Linked DNA regions of Podarcis muralis: region 1 is linked to region 2. A link is a contact called in public Hi-C data. All regions are on one chromosome and are shown on one strand. Each heading gives the region's core, a stretch centred on a gene start, on an enhancer-like site or on the middle of the called end of the contact. The rest is flanking DNA. Distances are from core to core; before and after follow the strand shown.

What was found. A called contact is a pair of places that touch in the nucleus more often than the background predicts.
Region 1: a Hi-C map of blood shows a contact between it and region 2, with 7 times the contacts expected there. The contact joins the promoter of LOC114596491 here to the promoter of SH3RF3 in region 2. A contact is called at or near these places in 2 of 3 Hi-C or Micro-C datasets (blood and tail).

Annotation. Positions count from the first base shown.
Region 1 is chr4:78,927,562-78,930,261 of rPodMur119.hap1.1, forward strand. It overlaps LOC114596491 (F-box only protein 36-like), which reads left to right and starts at 1,364. Exons shown (of 4, transcript XM_077927646.1): 1 at 1,364-1,465; 2 at 1,849-1,957. The coding sequence starts at 1,370.
Region 2 is chr4:78,587,362-78,590,061 of rPodMur119.hap1.1, forward strand. It overlaps SH3RF3 (SH3 domain containing ring finger 3), which reads left to right and starts at 1,272. Exons shown (of 9, transcript XM_077927639.1): 1 at 1,272-2,700. The coding sequence starts at 2,201.

The sequences.
Region 1 (2,700 bases), core at 114-2,613, 340 kb after region 2:
TGGAGACACATATGTCCCCCCACCCCATTGGTTGCTTTCAGACGTCATATGAAGATGTATCTGTTCCTTTGAGTGTGGATGAGTTCAATACCTAGGTTATCTGCTTTAGGAGTATCTGTTATATTGAAATGTTCTTGTCAATGAGTATTGGTTTTGTGGTTTTAACATACCTATTTTGCAAAGCTTTTGGCACTTAGCTCTGAAGGATATTAGTAAGAGGATATATTAACCATATTGAATCCTCCACAAATCCATGTGTGTAGGTTAACACAAAGAAAGATGGTGTGTGCCTGTTTTTAATATGTGGGGCTTGCGCATAAAGTAGCAGAATTTACATTCCATCATTAGGCAGATTTTGTGAAGTATAGGAATAGGTTTTTAAACTTTTTTAAAAAACAAACAAAAAATATTTATTATATTCCAGTGCCTTAGGGCAGCTGGCTCCCTTTCCCCCTTCTTCAATGAAACAAACCACAGACTACAAAATAAGTTTTAAAATTTTTACTTACAGAGACTTGCATATTCCTTAGTAACAACAATAAAATCCAGGAAATTTTTCTTAAAGGTTGTGTTACCAATCTATTAATGATTTTAATTACTATTACTATTTTATTATCTTTGTGTTGTGTTTTAATATGGTTGTTATATATTCCTGCCTATAATAAATAAATGACTAATAAACTGAAGTTAACTCAATACTGTATAAAATAGAAGTTTTTAATAGGCAGCAGCTACTACATACTAGATGTAGGTTGCCTGCTTGGGTGGGGGCTAAAAGTCACAGCTTGGCCATCAGAAGCTAGCCAGTGAACGAGATGAAAATCTGAGTTTTTGCAGCTTGTTGTTCTAAGGCTGTGTATTTTGGGGATGGGGACAGCAACAACTGATGTTCCTTTAACAAAATTCATTGTGTGAATTAGTTAATGATTGCTTGTTTGATTTTGTATGCTCGGTTTTGAAGCCTAGAAAAAAACAGATATGTTTTTGGTTTTTTTAAAGGAAATAAAAATAAGAAAGTGCTGTGTTCTTCCGAGGTAACTGACCCTCTGGCATCTGTAATACTACTCCTGGAAAGTGGTGAGTGCAAACATGCTTATGAAACCAGTGGGACTTGAAAAAAACAATGCATGCATAGAATTAGGCTGTGTTTTTGTTTGTTTTTAATATTATCCTCCTGGTGATATAAATATTGAACACCTGAGTCCTCCTTGGGTAAAGAACCTGAGTTCAGGAATGCAAACACTAGCCGTGTATTTATAGAGCACGTGGAGTGGGCTGAAGTCAAGTCCTTCTTGTATAGAGTCCATAGAAACAACCTTGGGAGCCTGTGATCTCTATTGCAAGCTGAAAGCAAGTAGTCAGTGTCAAAATGACTTCCCTGCTGCAGGAGAAACTCTATGAAGCTCACACTCAGGCACCTCCTCCCAGTAAAGACTTCCATCACTTGACCATCACAAAAAAGGAGGTAAAAAATAGATAGATTTCTTGCTCTCCCTGGTTGGAACGCGTTTTACTGAAGAAAGCCCGAGAGAGGTGAGAAATCTGCATTTGTTGGATAGCTGATAAAGGCACAGGGTCTCTGCCAGGAAGAGAAAGGTGGGCAACCCCAAGCATGGCTGTTCAGGCAGATCTGCCAGGGGAAAGCAAACAAATGGTGGTAATCCTATCATTGTTTGCTTTTCTTTTTGTAAGAAATGCAATTAATTAATTTCTGCACAGATCTAGGTCATTACAGTACAAAGTCCTGCATTTTCTGCTTTATATCTGGACTGACTAGGCTTTTGACAAAATAAAATAGGACATAATAATGTCCAACCTGACTCATTATTTTAAACCTGAATGCTTTAGGTTATCTGGCAGTCCTGGAGGATTACATTTCGACCAGATCGAGAAAGGATTTGCCCAAGAGAAGTGAAGAAACCCCATAAAGATTTTCTCTTGGATGAACCATTACACAGCAAGTATTGAGTGGGCAAAGAAATAATAGAATTTTGATTACCCACCCCTCCAAAAAAAAGGTTGTTGTGCTGTGTCTAATGGCCATATTCCTGCTTTTACAACCTAATCATGTGCACATTGACTCTGAAATAAGCCCCAGTGAATTCACTGGGACTGTCTTATAACAGACTGATCCTATGTATGTTTACTTGGAAGTACATTGCATTGTTGAAGACGATTTACTCTCAAGAAAGGGTGCATAGGATCACACAACCTTGGGATGAATATTTGGGCTGCAATCCTAGGCATACTTCCATGGGATGAAGTGCCATGAAACTCAATTTGGTATTACATCTGAGTAAACTTGCTCAGGATTGGATTTCAGGTCTTAAATTTCTTTTGACTTTTCTTATTAATAAACTTTGGCCGTGCAGGTGGAACATTCGTAAAGTGAAACACTGAATTCCATCCACTTACTGGGAGTAAGACCCATTGAATTCAATAGGACTTATTTCTGGGTAGACACAGTTAGGATTGCAGCCTTGGTTGTTTGTGAATAGTCAGAGTTACCTAAATGCTCCAAGTGCACTAGAAACATAAAGGACGCCTGTACGGTTAAATCCAGATAAACTTGACTATAGGGTGCGGCGCTCATCTTGCTTCAGACCGAGGGAGTCGTTTTTTGTCCACAGACAGCTTTCTGGGTTATGTGGCTCTCATGACTAAACCACTTCTGGTGCAACAGGACACCATGACAGAAGT
Region 2 (2,700 bases), core at 22-2,521:
GGTAGCTTCGAGAACACTATCCAACCATCTCGTCCTCTGTCGTCCCCTTCTCCTTGTGCCCTCCGTCTTTCCCAACATCAGGGTCTTTTCCAGGGAGTCTTCTCTTCTCATGAGGTGGCCAAAGTCTTGGAGCCTCAGCTTCAGGATCTGTCCTTCCAGTGAGCACTCAGGGCTGATTTCCTTCAGAATGGATAGGTTTGATCTTCTCCTCCAGCACCATAATTCAAAAGCATCAATTCTTCAGCGATCAGCCTTCTTTATGGTCCAGCTCTCACTTCCATACATCACTACTGGGAAAACCATAGCTTTAACTATACGGGCCTTTGTTGGCAAGGTGATGTCTCTGCTATAATATCTTTTAATAAAATAAATAAACACGGACTGTATTTATATAATCTGCGGCACTAAATGTTACTATTCAGTGAATAAATCAGAATTGGATTATTATTATTTTTAAATACATTGCAGAAACATTTCAGTCAGATTTCAGGACTTCTCAAATGTAATTACTTTGCAAGCCAAGGCCAGTGTTTTTGCATTAACTTGATCGTGTGTATATCACTGAAGATTGCAAGGATATGCAACGCCACAGTCTGCTTAGCTGAAGCCAGCTAATTAGGTGGAAATCAGCATTAATTTTTAATAAATAATACTGCAAGGATGGTTAGCAATATCTGGCAGTTCGCTAAGAAACGGGAGGGGTGGAGTGAAGAGGGGAAATCTTCTTCCATCAGCAACAACACCAAATGCTGTTTACGCAGAGCTCCACCAGGGGGAGGCCCACTGAAAGGAATCTGTTTTCCTTGTCCGATCTGAACAAACTTCTGCAAACTTCCCCATCTTCTCAGATTGCTTCAGGGGTACGTATTTCCGTTGTTCTGACGCTTGGCCTGAGATCGGGCTCGAAGAGGGGGGGAAAGCGCCTCCTCCTCCTCCCCACACCCCGGATCACCATGACCGAGGGAACACGATGCAGTGGCGCAGCACTGTAGTTACTGCACGAAGTTGGAATTTTACAGCTTGGCATCTGCCGGACTTCCTCCGGATCGGATTCCCGAAACCTCCTGCGGGAGCTGAAGGCGTTTGAGAGCGGGACCCAGTAGAGAGCAGTAGCTGGTTGGCGCTGCGTCTTCCTAGACGAGAGACGTTTCTGGTCGTGCCGGAACCCCATTGCGCAGCAGCAGCAGCAGACTTTTCTCCAGGAGCCGCTTAGCTGATTCACACCGCTCACAGCCTCCTTCGATTAGCAGCAGCAGCAGCAGCATCCCTCCGGCCATCGGAGGAGGAGGAGGAGAGGGCGGGGACTGGGCGGCTGTCCTGCTGCTGCTGGCGAGTGTTACCAACAGGCCAGCTGCAGCAGCAGGCGCCAGGATCTCTCAACAATGCAGCGCAGGCAGCCCTCGGATCTCGGAGCAGCAGCCGGGGAAGGCGCCCGCTGCTTCTGATCCTCACGACGGAGCGCGATCCAACTCGAACCTCGTCGAGAGGAGCTGGAAGTTGGCAGAGGATCCGGAGAAGGGGCGCGCGCGCGCACGGTTGGGTGGGCGCCTCCCTCCGTTTCTCCCCAAGGCTGATCTTGCTCTCCTCCCCTTGCTGTCACTCGGGATATTTGGGCAAGAGGCGAGCCCGCGAGAAGGAGTGATGGAGGCCGCCGCCGCCGCCGCCAGGGACATCGGGTTGCGATGATGGGAGAGCGACGGAGGCCGAGGCCGAGCTCGGCTGCAAGGGAGACGGCGAGAAGGGGCAGCGGGACGGGGGCAGCGCACCAAGCCTTGTAGGAGGAGAAGAAGAGCCCGGGAGGAGCGCCTGTGCGCGCCAGCCCTTCGCCCTGAGGAGCAGCGCCCAGAAAGCGCCTCTTCCTCCGACCCAGCCTGGAAGGGCGAGAGGCGGGAGCCTTGAAGGGAACAGGTGCCGCCCGCCGCGCCGCCGCGAGAAGGGAGCCCCGCAGAGGACGACGGCGAGGGAGCAGCGCGTGGCTGCCTGGAATTATTCTTCTTCTTGTTACCACCCGCCTGCTTGGAGAGGGGTCAGAAAATAGGTCTCCCAGTCCCCGCCCTCTGGTCCTTCTGACAGCCCGCCCCCCCCCCCCCCCGCGGCGGGCTGGGCTTTGGGCTTGCCGCCGGCCCGCTTCTTCTTGCTCCTCCTCAGCTGCCATGTGTTGTGGCTGCCGCCTGTCGCGCGGCCTCCGCTGCTGGTCTCCATGCTCCTAGGGGCGTCCTGGCTGTGCTCCTCCAAGGCCGCCGCCGCCGCCGCCGCCGAGAAGCGGGCTGCCGAGGAGAGGCGGAGGCGGCGCGCTGCTGGAGGAGGAGGTGGTGGCGGGGGTGGTGGCGGCGGCAGTAACGGCGAGGGGCCCCCAGCCGCCGCCGCCGCCGCCTGCGGAGGGGCCATGGACGAGTCTTCGTTGCTGGACTTGCTGGAGTGCTCCGTCTGCCTGGAGCGCCTGGACACGACGGCCAAGGTGCTCCCGTGCCAGCACACTTTCTGCCGCCGCTGCCTCGAGAGCATCGTCAGCTCCCGCCACGAGCTGCGCTGCCCCGAGTGCCGCATCCTGGTGGGCTGCGGGGTCGACGAGCTGCCCGCCAATATCCTGCTCGTCCGCTTGCTCGACGGCATCCGGCAGAGACCTAGAGCCGCCGCCGGCAACGGAGCCCCGGGGAGCCCCACAGCCCCGGGCAACGCGGCTGCTCCATGTGCGGGCAA